Regions from separate parts of the Mus musculus genome. Here region 1 is linked to region 2. The links are chromatin contacts, called in public HiChIP or PLAC-seq maps. All regions are on one chromosome and are shown on one strand. The core of a region is the stretch at or near the end of the contact, and the rest is flanking DNA. Distances in the headings are between cores, read along the strand shown. Region 1 has its middle 77 kb from the start of Gm40217. Region 2 overlaps Plpp3 (phospholipid phosphatase 3).

The links. HiChIP or PLAC-seq counts read pairs in DNA pulled down with a chosen protein or histone mark.
Region 1: an H3K27ac HiChIP or PLAC-seq map of embryonic stem cells shows a contact between it and region 2, with 9 read pairs. The contact joins two enhancer-like sites. A contact is called at or near these places in 8 of 39 promoter capture datasets (the 3T3-L1 cell line, 3T3-L1-derived adipocytes, the HPC-7 cell line and 3 more), 1 of 15 datasets of contacts at CTCF or cohesin (the NIH/3T3 cell line), 10 of 484 Hi-C or Micro-C datasets (B cells, the CH12 cell line, the HPC-7 cell line and 3 more), 2 of 115 datasets of contacts at active chromatin or transcription factors (embryonic forebrain and embryonic stem cells) and 2 of 9 other capture datasets (adipose tissue and embryonic stem cells).

The regions. Positions count from the first base shown.
Region 1 is chr4:105,239,186-105,244,922 of GRCm38.p6, forward strand. No RefSeq gene overlaps it. Among named protein-coding and RNA genes, the nearest start is that of Gm40217, 77 kb to the right of the region's middle. Within about 2 kb of position 1,291, at least 11 of the 459 cell types and tissues checked have an H3K27ac peak or open chromatin away from gene starts, as enhancers often do. A contact at or near this core is called in embryonic stem cells, where this site is marked.
Region 2 is chr4:105,166,827-105,172,106 of GRCm38.p6, forward strand. All of the region lies in intron 1 of Plpp3 (phospholipid phosphatase 3), which reads left to right. Among named protein-coding and RNA genes, the nearest start is that of Plpp3, 12 kb to the left of the region's middle. Within about 2 kb of position 3,610, at least 55 of the 459 cell types and tissues checked have an H3K27ac peak or open chromatin away from gene starts, as enhancers often do. A contact at or near this core is called in embryonic stem cells, where this site is marked.

The DNA of each region.
Region 1 (5,737 bases), core at 41-2,540, 70 kb after region 2:
ATCAGAGACAAAATTATGTATGTGCAAGACTATACATTGAAGTGTGTTCATTATGACACGACATGCTAAGTAATTAACAATGATCAGAAAAATTATGATATGCTCAGCAGCTAGATTGTTGTAAATGAATGCATCCAATAATATTTAAAGATACAGGGAAGGACTGGGGAGATGGCTCAAGCCCTTAAAAATGCTCGCCATGAATATCTGACTCCCCAGGTTCAAGCCTAGAACCCGGCTGACGTAGTGGTCCTCCTCTGCGATGCCAGCACTCTTGCAGTGAGATGAGAGGAAGGGGCAGAAGAATGGCCGGGAAGTTCATGGGCCAGCTAACCTGGAGCCCACAGCACTGCAGTAGAAATGAAAGATCCTGTGCCTCAGCCAACTCTCAAAAGGTGTCCTCTGACCTCCAGGTGCACACAGGCTGTGTCAGCCCTCCCTGAAATAAATATGGGTTTTCAAAGTGTCTTTCAAGGTACACAAAAGCATTCACAATAAAGTTCAACTAACCAAGACAAGTTACAAACAGCAATGCAGTGAATTGATTCTATTTTAAGAATAAAGGAGAACTACGCAGACTAAATAGTAGGACTTGAACCCTGACCCCTCAAATTCAAATAGCGGGCATTAATAATTTCCTTTTTTCCAAGTTCTCTTTTTTAATGATACAGTTGCTTATTTGTAAAATTTCTAGATATGTGCTCTCCTTCTCCCCTTGCCTTACCCCCTCTCTCCATGTGGCCATGCCCTCTACTTCTCTCGCCCCCCACCTCTGCCTTTCTACAATAGTCTATTTTACTAATAGCAAAAAAGTCAAAACCTAAAATATATTAAAATTATGTTTTATATATATGTATGTATGTGTGATTATATATATAATATATATTAATATATATAATATATATTAATTACACACACATACATAGTCTCCATAAATGTAGAATGAATTCATAGCTGTGCTGGCTAATTTTATGTCAACATGGCAAAAGCTAGAGTCATCTGAAAAGAGGGAATCTCAATTCAGAAAAAAGGCCTCTGTAGGACTGTGAAAGGCAGTCTGTGTTCTTGTCGAATGAGGCATACTCGGGAGACCCAGTAGAAAAATCTACAAAGGACCGAATGCTTAAGCGATGCTCCCAGACACAAGCTCCTGACACGTCAACTCTTCAACTCCATAATCCTGTGATGATCAGTCATGTAGACAATGTCCCAAGCTCCTGGTATTTTGGCTATAGCTCCACCCCACAGTTACCTGGCAACAGCAAGGTAGCCCAGCCCACAATAAAAGGGGCTGCTCGGGGCCCCTCCTCTCTCTCTTAAGCTTTTGCTCTCTCTTTGTCTCTTACCTCTCGCTCTCCTCTCCTTCTCCCCTTCCCTTTCCCCCTCTCTTCATGTGTTCATGCCCTCTACTTCTCTGCCCTTCTCTCTCTCTCTGTCTTTCTACAATAAATGCCTTCAAACCATGGACCGTATCTGCTCATCAAGATCCACCTTACTGGAGCAATAGGACAGGCTTCCCGCACCAAGCCCAGCGTGTAACCTCCTGCCGGGAGGCCTTCCTGTGCTCCAGCAGCCAACCCAAGCTGCCCACCGAACTAGCAGTCTGAGCTAGCCAGACTCTCTTGTCCCCGTGGTAACCCACTAGAGTTCTCCCCTTAACCTTTCCCCTTCCGCCCCCAGGCCAGAGTCTGCCTGAGGTTCTGTTCTCAGCTCTTCCAAGACATACAGTGGTCTGGGATGTCCAAGAGCGAGAACCTGTTGTCCGTCCCTGCCCCCGGACGGCCCAAGGATTCCAAAACTGGCTCTCCTCTGTGGTGCCCATGAGTTGGGGCTGAGACTGCGCCTCCCCCCTGCCCCCCGGAGTGGAGTCCTGTGGCCTATGAGGCCCTACGCCTGTCCCACGTTGGTTCTGTGGGGTCCCGCGGCAGTCTCCCCTAGCTCTGGTGGAACATGGGTCTCTTCCACCCCTTTATTTCCCCACACACGTTGCCCCACAGGTCTCCCTCCATAAGTTTCAACTGCATCAGGTCCTGCCTCCAGGTTCCATCCCTGCTTGAATTCCTGTCCTGGCTTTGTAATGAACGACTATGTGGAACTATAAACCAAACAAATAAACTGTCCCCGCCCCCCAACTTGCTTTGGTCATGGTGTTTTATCACAGTGATAGCGAGCCTAGCAAGGACAATAGCTTTGACAACCTAGAAATATATATATATATATTTTTTAATGATCACTCTGGGAGGCATTGTGCAGAACAGATTGAGAAGAGGCTTATGTGGGAGGGAGAGAAATAAATGAGATGATTCCATGCTCACTGCCCAAACAAAAGGCAGCGAGGTTTCATGAAGGAGGGCAAAGTAGATATGGATTCTAGACACAGGAAGGATTAAAACAGGAAAGGCTTCTTCCTCTGTACGAATGGAGGAACCCAGAGGCAAGCACAGTGGCCACATTTCAGACCCTAATAGTCCTCCAGCGTGTGTCCTGATCTTAGAGGGTAAAGGCAGTTTGGAGAAGACAGCTACAGCTTAAGTCCTGCTTTGGGCATGGGTTTGAGCTATTCATGGGATATTGAGATAGACAAGTCCGGTCAATGAAAGTTGTGTATGCAGTTGTATAATTCACTGGTACCTACTTCCTGATCATCTACAGTGTTCTTCCAAATGTCTGGCTTGCACACACAACAACATATACAACAAAGCAGAGCTTTTGTTCCAGTTGGGGACTAGATGCTTTAAGCTCAGTATAGACATCTGGGCTGAAGGCAGACTTCCAGAGTCAACAGGCAGGAGATGGTTACAATAGACATCTGTGCTGGAGATAAACATTAGGACTCAACACCTGGAGGTGGTGGGCGGAAACCCTGGGAGATGTGAGTGAGACGTGCTCCTGAGTAAGGCAGGAAGGGGGAGAAGGTGGGCTGGTTTGGGGTCAGGTTCAGTAAGGCTATTGCTTTTCTGTGGAGCAGAGGACCTCACTACTCTGACTGACACTTGTCAGAAAATGGCTTTACCCATGATAATTACTTTCTAACTCTGTCCAACCCCCCGGGAGACTGGCAGATCCCCGTATCTCTCCTGGACTTGGTTTTCCGAAACAGTGATGATGAAGTTTTAACCTGCTTTGATCTCTTTCCTGCCTCGGGGATTGGAATGTTCTTCCTTCTGTCCTTCCAGTCCTTGATCCTCCTTGTCATTAAGATCCCAGCTTACCTCACCCTTCTGAAGGAGGAATTCTTTGATCGTCTGGTATAAAGCTGTGTTCGTTTTCAGTCAACTTGTCATAAGGTAGGGTCATCTAAGAAGCAGGAACTTCAGTTGAGAAAATGCCCCCATCAGATTACTCTATGGGTAAACCTGGGGGAGAATGATTAGTGATTGATGAGGGGTAGGGGGAGCTCACTGTGGGCAGTGCCATTCCTGGGTAAGTGATACTGGGTTGTGTAAGAAAGCAGGCTGAGCAAGCCATGGGAAGCGAGCCAGTGAGATTGGTTCCTCCACCGTCTTCCCTTCAGTTCCTGCCTCTGGGCTGCTAGCCTGCTTGAGCTCTGACTTGGCTTTCCCTAATGGTGAACTCTAAAATCTAAGAATAAATCAACCCTTTCCTCCTCCCTACGTTGCTTTTGATCAAGGTGGTGTCTTGTTTTCTTTGTTTTCACAACAATAGAAGGCAAACTAGGTGAGGACTTGAGTTCAAATCTCCAATATTGACATAGAAGGCCAGGTGCAGCCGTGTGTGCAGCCTCAGTGCGGGGTGTAGAGACCAGAGGATACCTGGAGCTCTCTAGCCATCCAGTCTAGCCAATCAGCGAGCTCCAGCTTGAGCAAGAGACTCTGCTTCAAAACATAACGTAGATTGCCATTGAGTAAAACACTGAAAACCTGACCTCTACAGGTGTGGGGACATGTATGCATACCGGCTGTAATGATTTGTATATGCTTGGCCTAGGGAGTGGCACTATTAGAAGGTGTGGCCCTGTTGGAGTAGGTGTGGCCCTGTTGGAGTAGGTGTGGCCTTGTTGGAGTAGGTGTGTCATTGTGGGTGTGGACTTTAAGACCCTCATCCTAGCTGCCTGGAAGCCAGTACTATGCTAGATGAAGATGTAGAACTCTCATCTCTGCCTGCACCAGGCCTGCCTGGATGCTGCCAAGCTCCCAGCTTGATGATAATGGACTGAACCTCTGAACCTGTAAGCCAGCCCCAATTAAACGTTGTCCTTTATAAGACTTGCCTTGGCCATGGTGTCTGTTCACAGCAGTAAAACCCTAACTAAGACACCTACCTAATGTGGCAGTAGCTCATGGAGTCTTCCCCACTCAACCTACAACAGCCGTTCTCAAACTTTAGGTCTTGACCCCTTTGGGAGTTGGAATAATCTTTTCCCAGGGATATAGTCTAAGACCATCAGAAAATACAAATATTTATATCATGATTCATAACAGTAGCAAAATTACAGTTATAAAGTAACAATGAAAATAATTTTGTGGTTGGGGGGGTCACCATATTACGGGGTCTCAGTATTAGGAAGGTTGAGACCCACTGCCCTAGATGGATTCTACACTATTCTCTGAAAGAAGGAATGCAGCATGAGACCCAGACGATGGCTCAAGCAGCCAGGTCTCCCTCCTCTGCTTGTTACTTTTAGATGGTGTTCATGTCCAGTCACATCTGGACTGGGCTGTCTCTGCTTCTGCCACACCTGTGCAATAAGGCCTCCATAAAATAAGCCAAAGGATGTGCCTGAAGGCCTTCAAATTGCTGAACATGGGAGGTTTGTGGAGGGCGGCACGTCCAGAGAGAACTACAAGTATTATCCCCGAGCTCTATGAGCCATTTGATGAGTTAATCCAACCAGAGGAGGCGGCTGTGGGAACAGAGATCCTGCATAACAGCTCCTCAGGAGGTCCTGGACTTGGGACTGGGGCTTTAGGCCGATAATCTTTGGTACTGAGCCCTCTATTTGTTGGATCTGGCATTGTGAGTTGGAAGACAGTGTCTAGACAATTCAATTAAAGGACTCCCAGTGGTGCTTCAGACTTCTTGCTTGCTTACAGATGGAGAAAAATCCTTATCACTGATAAGGTCCTGACGCCTTTGATTCTGGTGCAGGGCAAGGAAGTATGCATTGTGTTCCAACACAGTGTGAGACCTAGCCTATAAGACTGGCTCTATAGTCACCCCCTGGGCTCTTCTCCTGGTCTTCAGTTGCTTCTCCTACTCTCCAGATAAGGTGTCCAGAAACATAGACCACACTTCTCTCATTCTTTGTTGTTGCCTTATGTCTTAGAATGGTGCCTACCACATAGTGGACAAGCAATGCTGTAAAAAGCGCTCCCAGTTGGCACTGAATTCATTCTTTGCAATAACTTAAACTAATAATGAAGGCTTTGGCCAACTTAAGGGCTTATATTACAACTTAATGGGCTAATATTACAGCATTTTTACAGAATTGTTCCTCTGAAGGTGGATGAAGATTATTGGCATGGTTATCCAAAACACAGGGATTGAGAGCTGCGAAGTAACTGGGAAAAGAGGCATAGCGAGTCAAAAGAGACGGTTCGCCTTGGTCTCGTTCTTGTTTCAATTTCCTCTTAAAGATGAGGGAGATGAGATAATATTTGTCTGCTGAGCAAACTGACTCAGAGACGGGAAAGTAATGTTTAAAAGCCCTATGGTTATTCCACCCATGAAAATAATGCTGAGATTGCACCAGAGGAAAGCAGGGGGTTCCAGGAGT
Region 2 (5,280 bases), core at 2,360-4,859:
CTCCCCCTCCTTCCCCTCCTCCTTCAAGTTTTAAAGTCCCATCCATATTGTAACATGTATCAGAAGTACTTCATTTATTTTTATTGCCAGATAATCTCCCACTGTATGGATGTACCACATTTCGTTTATACACTTATTATTTAATGGCTCCCTGGTTTGTTCCCATTTTTGAGCTACTGTGAATAGGAAGGCAGCCCTTGTGTTTTCAATTCTCTTGGATCTCTACATTTAAGAGTGAAATTGCTTGACCATATATCAGATGGTTAACTTTTTGAGGAACTGCCAAATTATTTCCATCATGCCTGTGCCACATTAATTAAAACATATAAGAAAAAAATACAATGTCTTAGGAATTAGGATATTCATGAAATCACTGTAGGATTATTTTGTTCTTCAGGACATTTTCCACCAAAAAAAATTTTTTTGTGGTGTCATAGGTTTTAGGTGATCGAGCAGAGAGCAGTACTCTGACTGAGAATTAGAGGCTGGGTGGTCAGTTACACCCACGTGCTAAATAACACCTACAGAACTGGGTGGAGTTTACAGACTGTGGACTTTCTAAGTGGAAACAAACAAACACAAAAACCACTTCAGAGTATCTTAAAAACTATTTAGAAGTACAAATATCGAGACCTTCACATACCTGGAACTTAGTCAATACAATTTTAAGGCCACATCATGTAAATGTGTTTAGTTCCTGGTAAGTTTAAATCACCATCTCAGAATTTAAATGATTTCCTATCTCTCAGACTGTCAGGCTGGACATCAGCGGAGTATTAAAATTAAAAAGGTTAAGATAATCGAAAGGCTTTATGAATTAGATGGCACATCATGCTAAAAGCTTAAAGTGGTCAATGTGTGGGACAGGAAAGTCCAGATGTTTTAGGAAGGCGAAGGGGAGAGAATCTTCACTACTGTTAGCTGCTTTCCCTGGTGCCTCAATGTGTCCACAGTAAAGCAAATGCTGGTCACAGGGTCTCAGCTCAGAGAGGGCGAGTGGATGCACAGTGCGCTCAGCTAGTATGTATGGAAATTTGGCCAGGAGCCTGAATTGATGACAGTGGCTTACATGCATCGGACATTAGCTGTGGACTTCTCACCATGTTAAAACATTGCACATGCCTTCTGATAGGTTCTCCAAGGAGCCTGTAAAATCCCAATCACTTTCATCTCAGCTTTACGGAGCTGAAGTTCAGAGAAGTTGAACATAACTCCCCTCAGATGGTGCAGTAAGAGTGTTCCAGAACTGGGACGAGAATCTGACTGGTGAGGCTGGTTTTCTCTGCTCTGTTCTCCTGCTTATGTGTTGCTAAAACCCTGTCTTCCCCCTCCTACCCCAAGCCTGCTCTTCTATCAGTCAGCAGGCTGGGAAGACCAGGTTGTCCAAAGGAAGGTGGATTTGTGATTCTCACCCTGAACCCATTAAGGTCATTAAAGGCAACCATGGTGTGTCCTGTGGTTGTTTGGATACCTCAAAAATATCAAATGCATATACTGTATTTTCACTAACAACAGACTTGCAAAGACTAACTTAAAGTTTTAGCATCCAAGGCTAGAGAGATAGTTCATTGGTTAAGAGCACTGGCTGCTCTTGCAGAAATCTTATGTTCAGTTCCTAGCACCAGCATGGTGGCTCACTGTCTGTGACTCCAGTCATGGGGGTGGGGGCAGGAGGGGGGTCCAGTGCCCTCTTCTGGCCTCTGGGAGCCAGTATGGTATACATACTTGCAGACAAAGCATGGGTCAATAGAAAAATAATTTAAATTGGTTTGTTTTTAAGCCTTACCGGCTACCTAAACTAGCCCATGCGTGAGCATTCAGAATTCACGACTTGAGTGACACCTGTCCGTTCCCTGTGGGCTTGCTCCTTAATTTTGTCTTACTAGGAGATGTAACTGGTACTCTCCATGCTTAGCCTAACAAATGTAGAGAATGATTGAAAATATTTCTAGAAGTAATGGGGGGAGAGGGGTAAGAAGGAGTGTCCAGAGATCTGCTGGAAATGCTCATAGCTTGAAGGGGTGCAAAAGCCGGGTACTGAAGAGAAGAGCATACTGGATCCTGGACAGTCCTATCAGGAGGCTCAGGAAGGGGTGGGAGGACCTTGAACTAGAGCCCTTCTGTAGCCTCACGAGGCAGCAATAATGGCCACTCTGTTAGTGGACCCTTTTTGTGCCTGGGTTCAGTATGCTGTGGTGGTAACTTTTGAGCTTCTCTGGTTAGTGTCTGCGGATGCAGCTCGTTCATTAAACGTAGTAAATAGAACTTCTCCGCTTGGCCTCTTCCCCACAAATGACCCACATTGTTACTAAGTTAGCAACCACCAACAGGAAGTGGCAGAAATGTTTCTCAGCCGCACAGCCCATTTCATTAGACACTTGCCCAAAGGGGCTGTTTTGGTCAATTTGGCCTCTGTAGGCTTCTAGGGAGGAACAGCCTAACACATCATTTCTCATCTTTGCATTTGCTGACATCTTGCCCTTAGCGGCTGTTTTGATTAAATGCGTGGCGCTTTGTTCTGCACCAACTGCACACACAGCGCCCAGGAGGAGGAACTTCTAGGAAGCTGAGACTTTAAAAATATTTCCAAAGGTGTTACCAACTTATTAGAGAGTCTTTTGTTCAGGAACTTCTCATTGAAATCTATTTAGAGAGCAATTCCAATGGCGTGGCAGGGGGGCTGGTGGGCTCCTAGCACCTTTGTGAAGGACTCCTTTGAAAGGCCTGAACTTGAGGCATTGTAAGAGCGCAGAGCTCCTAGGGACTGGCTGGGAAGATAAAATATACATCTTGGGTCAAAGCATTCCAAGGACATGGCTCTCCATTCCTGGGAGAAATAAGCTGTCAGGAATTTTAGATTCAATTTTCCCAAGTCCGTTGATGGGGCTAAGAAACTCTGAGTTTGCTTTAAAACTGATCGTGTGCAGTTGTGCTTGTCACAACTGTGAAATTGGTCATTTATTATCAATTAGCAATGTTTCACTGACGGATTCTTCCAGATGACAACATGTAAGTCTGAGAATCTGTATTTAGATATTCAGTCAGTTTTTCTCATTGTAGAGCTCTACCCCGCCCTGCTCCGCCCCCCAAGCAGACAACAAAATCCAGCCTTGACACCTGGAGTAGCATTGTCCTCTGTCAGCTGGAAGAGGCTAGGGCAGCAGATGTTTTTGAATACTTACCCTGTAGTCAGCCACATCACCATCCCACCAGGACTTAAGGCCTGGAAGGAGCCACCGTCCTCTAATTGATGCTGTGCTGGGATGGGTGAGGCAGCTGCTGTTCGGAGATATTGAGTGGCAGGATTTGGGATAGAGAATGGTGGTACTCTCGGCCATGAACCAACCAACAGCCTACCTTTTTTTCCTCCGAGAGTAAAGACTGGCGTTTAGATTTTCACTAACAAGCATGTGAGTAAAGCGAACCCGTCAGAATGCCTTAAAATTATCGGGCCCTATAAAGTAGTTAAGTTTGATTTGGGGTTTAAAACCTTTTACCCATGTCAGTATTTCCTGTTCCTGTGTAAATTCCTAAGAGAATAGAGGTGAGACTGAACTCCAGGCTGGAAGGCCATGGACTTGACTGAATCCTCATTATGTGACAAGCTGTGCACTAAGGCGCTTCATGCATTATTAACTTACTTGAATTTCACAACAACCCTGTGGAGTAGGCTGGCACTCACTTCAGTGTTTTGTTTTTTTTTTTTTTTTTTTATCTAGAAAGCAGGGCCAGTCTCATTTCTTATTGGAGGCTGGTGACACGCTGCATTAATAATTCAACCAGTTAATCTCTAACAGAAATTATTTACTAAGATTCCCAGCAAAGTGCTGTTTTAGAATCTCCCTTTAGCTGGCCGCTGAACCCTGTGTCCCCTTCCGTTACACGTCTACCAAGGACAGCAGCTGCATCAGATGCCTTAGAAAAAATGGCCAGAGAAGCTGATAAGTGTCACGCAGAAGTGGGGTGACTTTTCTGCACAGGAATAGCAGTTTCTGATCCCAGTGTTAATTCCCCTTCTTCTCCATCTTCTCCAAAGGAGTTAAAAAGCCAGGGAGTGAGCCGCTTTGACTGGAGCAGCCTGCGCTGTGGAGAGACCACCTCGTGTTTCCCAGGCTATTGTAGGACTCCTATTCAGCTGGGATTTCAATGGTGCCCTGATTAGCATGAGACCAAGTGTATAAAGTAGGTCTTTTTACCCTCCCTTAAAGAAGTTTTGTGGTATTTCTTTCTGAGGGGGTTGGCATAGAGCTTTGACAAACACAGACCCATGGTAAAGTTAAATAGGGCTGCGAGCGGTCCCATTTGCACACATCCTTCCCACTTAGAATGCAGAGCAGCCTCATTGGTGATGGACTCCTTAGGAACCATGGCAGGGTTCTTCCTGCACCAGTAATGGGCGAGCAGGAAATACCCACAAGTAAACTGGGGAAGGGAGTCCCTGGCTCATCCACCATTCTCCATTGTCCGAGAGCCACCGCAGAGAATACTCCTGGGTTTGACCAGCCAGCTATCTTCTCTTTTCCTTTTGTTTACTGAGATAAAGACAGTGTGTGGCGGAAGATCCAGGGGAATACACTGAGGGGGTGGAGCCTGCCTTGAAGGAGCAAGTAAGAGGACAGACAGACAGACGCACAGCAGTTGGTGGAGGAGTGCAGCCAGGTGTTTTGGTGTGATACTTTAGTGAAATGATAAGAATAAGGGTCTGACAGGAAGCTTCTTGCTGTTTGGGCTCAATACTTGTGGTATTTGCTGGAGAAACTTGGACACATTGCTGTCATTTGGTGAACGGATAAAATGAGGGTGAATTCTTGCAACAGATGGCATGCCATGTGAGCAGGAAATACTTTGAAAGTTGTAATTAATACTTGTGATGTGAATGCAGTTTTGTCTGAAATGTGCCCTTTTCTCTCTACTGTTCCCATTTCTAAGACTGTGCATTGAGTACCTGCTATTACCAGATAAGGGAAAATGTCCCTTCGGATTGTATCTCCAGGTGGCAGTCCATAGGTGTCCTTGGGCAGTATGTACCCAAAAGTTGCTCTTCTGAATGACAGTTCTGAACACCCAGGTCCTTTTCCTCAGAACAGCATCCCAAAGTCTGTAGAGTACAGCTCTCACCATACTTGAGACCCTTCAGGATTTGGTTCTACCGTGGCCTTTGCCTTCCCTTTCTCTGCTGGTCCTGCCTTCCCATCTCTGCCCTCCTTTGTTGCACACTTGGGTCTCAGACACATATATTTGATGGCTTTTCCAGCCTTCCCCAAACCTTGTCACTCTTCT